Linked DNA regions of Mus musculus: region 1 is linked to region 2. A link is a contact called in public HiChIP or PLAC-seq data. All regions are on one chromosome and are shown on one strand. The core of a region is the stretch at or near the end of the contact, and the rest is flanking DNA. Distances in the headings are between cores, read along the strand shown. Region 1 overlaps Abl2 (v-abl Abelson murine leukemia viral oncogene 2 (arg, Abelson-related gene)). Region 2 has its middle 34 kb from the start of Tor1aip1.

The links. HiChIP or PLAC-seq counts read pairs in DNA pulled down with a chosen protein or histone mark.
Region 1: a contact with region 2 is called in an H3K27ac HiChIP or PLAC-seq map of extraembryonic endoderm stem cells. The contact joins two enhancer-like sites. A contact is called at or near these places in 14 of 484 Hi-C or Micro-C datasets (the BV-2 cell line, the CH12 cell line, the G1E-ER4 cell line and 11 more) and 12 of 115 datasets of contacts at active chromatin or transcription factors (the NIH/3T3 cell line, the SCID.adh cell line, T-cell acute lymphoblastic leukemia and 8 more).

The regions. Positions count from the first base shown.
Region 1 is chr1:156,615,733-156,619,710 of GRCm38.p6, forward strand. All of the region lies in intron 1 of Abl2 (v-abl Abelson murine leukemia viral oncogene 2 (arg, Abelson-related gene)), which reads left to right. Among named protein-coding and RNA genes, the nearest start is that of Tor3a, 57 kb to the right of the region's middle. Within about 2 kb of position 1,394, at least 152 of the 459 cell types and tissues checked have an H3K27ac peak or open chromatin away from gene starts, as enhancers often do. A contact at or near this core is called in the NIH/3T3 cell line, embryonic fibroblasts, extraembryonic endoderm stem cells and 2 more, where this site is marked.
Region 2 is chr1:156,068,891-156,072,835 of GRCm38.p6, forward strand. No RefSeq gene overlaps it. Among named protein-coding and RNA genes, the nearest start is that of Tor1aip1, 34 kb to the left of the region's middle. Within about 2 kb of position 1,396, at least 44 of the 459 cell types and tissues checked have an H3K27ac peak or open chromatin away from gene starts, as enhancers often do. A contact at or near this core is called in the NIH/3T3 cell line, embryonic fibroblasts, extraembryonic endoderm stem cells and 2 more, where this site is marked.

The sequences.
Region 1 (3,978 bases), core at 144-2,643, 550 kb after region 2:
TAGCCTCTGCATCACCCCCACCGGATCCCTGAGGTTTTGGAGTGGCTCCACCCTTACTCAGGACTCCGCCCCTGTGGGTTGAACTTGCACTTTGTTCCTTCTGGCCCCTGACTGTGTGAGTAATGTCCCACGTGTATGGCTTGCTGGCCAGAGTGGAATTTTAAGGCTCTTCTATTCAGAACAGTTTAACTTTTCATGCTGCTCGGCCAAAGGCATGGTCCTGGGACCTGTTCAGCTGCCATCAACCAGTTACTGTAGAGACCAGGACACCTTGCTTCCCTGCCTGGGCAGGGATGTCTCGGAGTTCGCTGTGGCCCACGTGACAGGTGTGTTGAGATGAGGCTGGGGTGGGGGTAGACAACACAGTAATGAAATGTGGGTTATCTGCTCCTGTAGTCTCCACTGGGCTCAGTGAGGATTACATGGCTTGTTTGTGTGCTTGTTTATCTTTTCAGTTTTATGGGGAGGGGGGCAGGGTCTCAAAATGTAACCTCCGTTGGTCTGGAACTCAGAGATCTGTCTGCGTCTGCCAGCCAGCACCAGGAGTTAAGGTGTGTGCCACAGCACTGTCTTGTTTTATTTGAGATTGAATCTCACTGTCTGACTGGCTAGCCTAGAATTTGCTGTATAGACCAGGCTGGCTTCAAACTCAGAGAGAGTAGCTAGCCTGTTTTTGCCTCATGAGAACTGAGAGTAAATGTGTGTACCAGCACACCCAACATACTAGACCTTTAATAAATGTGTAATGAATGGAAGAACATGGATAATATGTAAAATGATGTTAAATGGCACATCTTGATTGAAAAACTTAAGCTAAATTGAAAATTACCAAATATATTCCCAACTAAAATAGTTTTTAGAAGAGTTATTAAAAATTCCTAGCCTCTTAGAGCATATACAAAGTAGAATAATGTTAAGTAATATAAAATAATGAAAACACTTTGAGGCAATGATTACTGCCTGACAATCTATAATGAGAATGATTAAAAAAAAAGTAACAATTTAAATATTGAAAATGTGCTTTATAAGCTAAGCATTAAATATCCAAATTTGAATTTGTGTTTCAGTTTTATTATTATAGGTTTTAAGTATGTTGCTGTTTTGTGTGTGTGAGTGTGTGTGTGTGTATTTGTCCTACAAATGATTCAGTAGAAAAGATAACAAATTACTTCTTTATGGTTCTCAAAATATTTCTGTTCCTTAAGTCTTTTACACAGTTCAGTAGAGTTTGGGGTCCTCTGCTGCCTTCTTTCCACATCCTCACGATCTACTGCTATTGCAGTGGGTCAATTAAAAGATTTAGTTAACTTGCATTGTTAAGAAGTTCTAGCCCACACTGACACTGAATTGGGCGCGGTACGTCTGACTCATAGGGCTTGCCTGTCTTAACTAGTGGCGAACATACCATGGACCCTGCTCACTGAGGCTCCAGGGCTTCCTTTGCTTTTGCCGTGCTCTTAGTCTGCCTCTTCTTGTTTCTTTTACTCATCCCTCCGCAGCCTTCCAGCTAAGATCATTCATTAGCTCCGTGCTTAGTCTTGGCCTCAGCGGGAATTTGGGCATTTTTACTTGATGATATTTTCCTTTTGTTTGGTGCTAGAGGGTAGGACCGGCAATGTTTTCTGTGGATATCCTGTGCAGACAGATTGGACAGGAACTTGTTGTACAAGAACAAAGGAGTGGGAAGAAGGAGGAAGGAAGGAGGGAAAGAAGGAAGCTCTGTAAGAGTCAGAGACAGGAGGGGCGGCCAGGCCAGGGAACGGAAAGACAGTCTCCTGGGCTTGGGTTCTGGGCCTTGTCTCTTAGGTACTGCATTTATCTTGTGTTTTTCACTTCATCTCAGGGGTATGTACCAGTGGTTGGCTTTTATTACATTTATTAAATTTTGAAGAAGAGTTTTTTGTGTATGTGTTGATTATATAGTAAATATATTACCTAACTCTCCTGGGACAAGAATACCCAACTCTTCCCATAGCTTTAAATTTTACACAGGATTGTCCTGTGGACTCCGTTCTTTGTACGTTTTGACACCTTGACTTTGGTAGCCCTCTTTTGGACCTGAAGTCCCTCCCTAGAGCAGATGGACCATGTCTAGATATCTCCCTGTATATTGACAGTTGTCAGTGCGGAACTTTGGTTCATCACATTTAAAGAGACATGCAGTGTAAACCGAGCTATGTGTGGCCCCAGGGGGCTTGCTGCTCATCTCTAATAGTGCCTGCTGTGAGTTTGCAAGCCACACATTATCCTTCAGCAAACCTTTTGTTGTGTGCTGGGTAGTTTGTTTGGAGATGGGGTCTTGCTATGTTGTGCTTATGTGATGTGGGACTTAACATCCTCCTCCCTTAGCCTCTGGAGTGCCCGTGTTACAGCCATGTGCCACATGCCGGGGACTTTGGTTGGTTGGTTGGTTTTGGTTTTTGTTATCTTTTTAAAAAAGCCTCTTGTAAATAAGCTCTTGGGGGGGGGGGGCAGCAGCTGTTGTTGTTCTGTGTGTCTGTACTTATTTGTCAATGAACAAATAAGAAACTTCCTGGCCTCAAAACATTGCACCCAAGAGACTTAGGTACTATACATGCATGTAGGAGTATATGCACTTTTGAATAGGATCATCAGAAAATGTCCTCAAAGGTTTACATTTGAGTGAAAAAAAATTTGGGGGGGCGGTTTGAGACAGTGAGTGAAATATCTTTGAGACAACTATTTTAGCCAGAAGAAAAGGCAAGTGGAAAAAAAAAAGTCAGGGTGTGTGCCTGCCCTGTTTAAGCAGTAGTGGGGAGGGTAGTGGTGGGCAGGAAAGCAAGGGTAAGGGAGAAGGTTGACCAGGGCTGGAGAGAGGCCTCATTGGTTGTGAATACTCCCTACTCTAGCCAAGGACTGAAGCTCAGATCCTAGTACCAGGTGGCCTCACTGTGTCTCTAGCTCCAGTGCATCTGCTGCCCTCCTTCCTCCATGGGCACCCATACGTGAGTGCAGAAATGCAGATACAGTCACCTGTAACCCCAGCTCCAGCGGACCTGACGCCCTCTCCCTTCACGGGCACCCATACATAAATTAAGTTTTAAAAATCTTAAACAACAAAACAAACTGCTGTGTGATGGTGCACACCTCAGCTCCAGCAGTGGGGAAAGGAGAGAGGGAAGTGGACCTCTGTGAGTTCAAGACCAGGAGGCTCTACAGAGTGAATGAGACCCTGTCTGGAAGAAAGGAAGAAAGGAAGGAAGAAAGAATTGGGCAAATTAACCTATAAGGGACCTGAAAGGCCCTTTAAAGATTTGATTTTTACTGTAAGTTTGGGACCAATGAAGAATTTTAAATATAGAGTTACAAAATATGACCTTTTTTTTACAATTTAAAAGGAGTAAGTATAGACACACAGAGATCAGTACCTAGTGAAGGAAGCAGTGTTAAGTGACAAGGATGAGTGAGAAATGGATAGATTTCAGGTGTTTTAAAATTTCTCATAAACTAGGCAGTGGTGGTGTACAACTTTAATCCCCGCACTTGGGGAAGAAGAGGCAGGTGGATCTGTGAGTTCAAAGCCAGCCTGTTCTACAGAGCAAGTTGTAGGATAGCCAGGGATACATAGAGAAACCCTGTCCCAAAAAGCCAAAAAAATGTTTTACATTAATTTATGTCTGTGTATGTGTATGCTCACATGTGTGGTTGGAGGACTGTGTGTGTGTGTGTGTGCGCGCGCGCATGCCCTCATGTATACGTTCACGTGTGAGGTTAGAGGACAGTTTGCAAGAGTAGGCTCTCTTCTACCACGTGGGATCCGAGGGTGGAACCAGAGTTATCAAGCTGGGCAGCAGGCACCTTTACCACTCTCCAGAGCCATCTCTCTGGACTGATAGGTATTGTCTGAGAATAAGAATGGAGTCATAAATGGTCACAAAGGTTGTGGCTGTAGTGCCTGAAAATATAAAGTTACCATTGAGTGAGATGGAGGATTCTAGCATGAGGAGGAGCAGATTA
Region 2 (3,945 bases), core at 146-2,645:
GTCAAAAGGATTCTGAAGCATCGGGTGGTGTTGCGGCTGTCAGGGACGAGGGGCCATGCAGGCGGTGTGCTGGACTCCTCCACCACCCTTGGCAGTGGCTGTGGGGCATTTACCCCCACCTGGCTCTCTCTTGACCAGGGGAAGAGTGAGCACAGCCTTGGGAGTGGTCCAAACATGAGGCTTGCTGACTGGGGATGTATTAAGTGTGGGTGGGGTGTCCAGCATCTTGTATGTTGGAAAGTAGGAAGGTGGTTTGTATTTAAAACTCGAATTTAGAGGCTCAAGAGATGGCTTAATAAAGTGCACAAACCTGAGGAGCAGAAATTGGATTCCTGCATCCGCATAACAAGTTGGGCTTCCTGCAAATGACTGAATCTTTACACCCAGGAATCACACACACACACACACACACACATCATTTTCAGAGCTGGGTTGATAGCTCGGTAAAAGCCTGCCTTGGAAGAACAGGCACCTGAGTTCCATCTTGACAACACCCGGTTTTGTTTTGTTTTAAAAAGCTGGGTGTAGAGGCACAGGCTTGTTACCCAGCATGGCGGAAGCAAGGGACACACAAAATCCCTGGGGCTTTGAGAGCCAGCCACCCTAACTACTTGACACGCTCTGGGCCTCAAATAACAAGGTGGACTGTGCCTGAGGAAGGACAGACAGACAGACAGACAGATGGATAGACACACACACCAGAACAAAAGAAAAGTTTGCTCTGAGGATGTTGCCGAACCTGAATTAGTGGGTAGATAGAACCCTAGGATCCACCCCCTCTCCAGTCCCTCGATGCTCAGAATCTAGTGCTGCACGCCGCTGTCTTCCTCAGCTTGGGCCAAAGTGTTTCTTGACTAATTTCCTATTTGATTCTTGTAACTTAGGAAAATGTATTTTCAAGAGTTAGTATATCTTAAGAGCATTTGGCTAGCCACAGTGCAGATGAGTTTGCTTGCAGAGAATGGGGCTTCTTTTTTTGTTTGTTTGTTTGTTTTATTCCAGACAGGGTTTCTCTGTGTAACCCTGGCTGTCCTGGAACTCACTCTGTAGACCAGGCTGGCCTCGAACTCAGAGATCTGCCTGCCTCTGCCTTCCAAGTGCTGGGATTACTGCCTGGCGAGAATGGGGCTTCTTAAACCCTGTCCAGTTACCTACAGTAGAGGAGCCATGTGGTGGTGGTTTTATTTTTGAGTGTTTAAGTTAAAAGGATAGGAAATTACATATGTACCGCCAAACACAAACTGGTAGTAGTCGAGTTTCTATATAATACATTCAACGTTGAGAAGATTAAACACAGCAACAAACAAAACAAAACAAACAATCCCTAAGCCCTGCTATTCAGATAGCCTTCAGCAGACCGGCCAGCAGCGGTGGTGCTGCGAGTGGTGGACGTGTGAACTCTCAGGTTGCAGGAATGACTCAGTGGCTGAGACTGCTCTCTGCTCTTCTAGCAGACATTCTAGTTCAATTCCTATCGAGCACATTTGATGACTCACAACTGTCTAACTCCAGCTCCAGGGGACCTGACACCCTTATGTGTGAGAGTGCGTGCGTGCGTGCTCGCGAGCAAACACACACACACACACACACACGCATGTAAATCAAAGTAAAGTAATTTAAAATTAAAAAAAAAAAAACAACAACAAGCCAGATGAGTTGTTAATTTAGCAATGCTATGGGATTATTTCTTGAGATGTCATCTCAAGCTCTCATTTGGGTTGACGCTAAAATCTGCAAACAACAAAAATAGAGAAGCTGGGGGCTAGAGAGATGGTCCAGGGCTTAGGAGCACTCGCTGTTCTTACAGAGGACCTACGATTGGTTCCTGGTTAGTCCTCTACTCTGTCAGTCTGGGAACTATAAGGAGGGGGTCTGGGGCACAGATTGCTAGACAGAAGTCTGTAGGGGGCAGTGGGAAGTGAGATAGTCGTATGTGGATACTAATGGATGTCTTTTGCCTGGGCACCCTTATGTTGTGGCCTGCTTGAGTCCTCTGCCACCCACCCCACAACTCAGGATCTGTGTGTTCGCAGGCTGGGGGAAAGTAATCCCATCCCACCACTGTCTGGCAAACAGCCGGGCACTCCCAGCTGGGAGTTTTCTTGTTTTCTGACCACGTCTTGTGTCTTGGTCCCATACCCATGGCTGAGTCTCTCCATTGCGAACTCCCTTTTCTTATCTTCGGTATGCTGCCTGCTCAGGTCTCCCCACGCCGTCTCTCAGGGTAGGTTGCAAAGCTATCTTCCGGCCTTTTTTTCCTTTGGAATGTACTTGGAGCAGGGTTTATCTTAGAAGATTTCATGTGGGGAGTAGAGATAAAGACACATCTCATCCAGCCTTGCTTTGAGCTTACAGGGCTCCATTCTTCTGCCAGGACAGGCAGAATAAACCTAGCTTAAAGCTTGTTTTGAAGAGCTAAGTAAGGTAATTCTAACATGAGTGACTTAACCAGCCGGGCATGATGGTGCACGCCTTTAATCCCAGCACTTGGGAAGCAGAGGCAGGCAGATTTCTGAGTTCGAGGCCAGGCTGGTCTACAGAGTGAGTTCCAGGACAGCCAGGGCTACACAGAGAAACCCTGTCTGGAAAAACCAAAAACCAAAAAACAACAACAAAAAAACAACCGAGTTTTAGGAGCCATCAGAAATGTTGGAAGGCTAGTGGTAATGGCCGTTGGACACTGTAAGTTCATGCCATGGGATCCTATGTGCACTTCAAATTGGCTTAAAATGCATATTTTGTGTGACATTTTTTTTCTTTTGCCACTACAAAAAGAAAATACTTTTGAATTCATACAAACTGTGCTGCCTAGCCCTATTTTTTTTCCTTTTAAGGTTCTCCATTAGTTGCTACCAGTTCCTGACTCAGCCTCCTTAGCGGTAGGGCTGAGGGCCGAGAGGAAGGGAGGAGGGACTCAGGTCAAGGAGGAATAGGGCCGGGAGGTTCTCAGTAGCCAGAGGCTGGAGGTCTGCATCTTCTTCATCTGGAACTCTTGGGTGTTCAGAGGACCTTAGAAGATCACGGTGAGGGTTCTAGTTTAGGTTGGTTTTTTTGTTGTTGTTTTTGTTTTTTCAAGACAGGGTTTCTCTGTGTCTGTGTAGTCCTGGCTGTCCTAGAACTCACTCTGTAGACCAGGCTGGCTCGAACTCAGAAATCCACCTGCCTCTGCCGCCCAAGTGCTGGGATAAAAGGCCTGCGCCACCACTTCCCGGCCCACTAGTTTAGTTTTAAGATGTTTATTTGACACAGAACACAATCCTCTGGAGGAGAGCGCTCTTTTGTTAGTTTTAGGACTAAATGCAATTCCCAATAGGTCAAAGAACCCTGGGTCAAGGCAAAAGCCTCCGGCCGTCCCTATGTGGATGAGCAGGAGTAGACACAGGCAGCCAAAGGCCTGAGCTGGAGCCTGAGACCACCTGCTCGGGCACTTGTGTCCTTATGTTTCAGACCCCAAAGGGAAGGTGACCTTAGGTCCTTACTCAAGGTGACCCAGCCACCACACATCTTGTGACCATCCCTATGGAGGCAGGAACTGCCACACCCACTTAAACTCTGGGCAACAGTGCTTTTCAACTCCCAACTCTGCATGGGTGGCGTGTGGTAGGAGGGTTCCACGGTGACAAGATAGAGAAGTGTGATGGCCAAATGTTTCCCTGGGGCCTGGACCAAGTATATCCCCCCCCCTGGGGTCTGCTCATCTTTGGTAAAGGACTGGTACACCCAGGACTGTGGGAATGAAGGTTATGGAAGGAGGTGGGACTTCGTCCTTGGTCCAGGCAAGGGTCTTGGCCTACACTTTGGACTACACTTTGGCCTACACTTTGGGAACAATGAAGAGTCGATAAGAAACCATCCTCCTTAATCCTCAGAATTGTGCTTGTCCTAAATATATCAACATGTTCCCTAAACAACCTTCCTTAAATGTATCAAAGTACTTCCTGAACT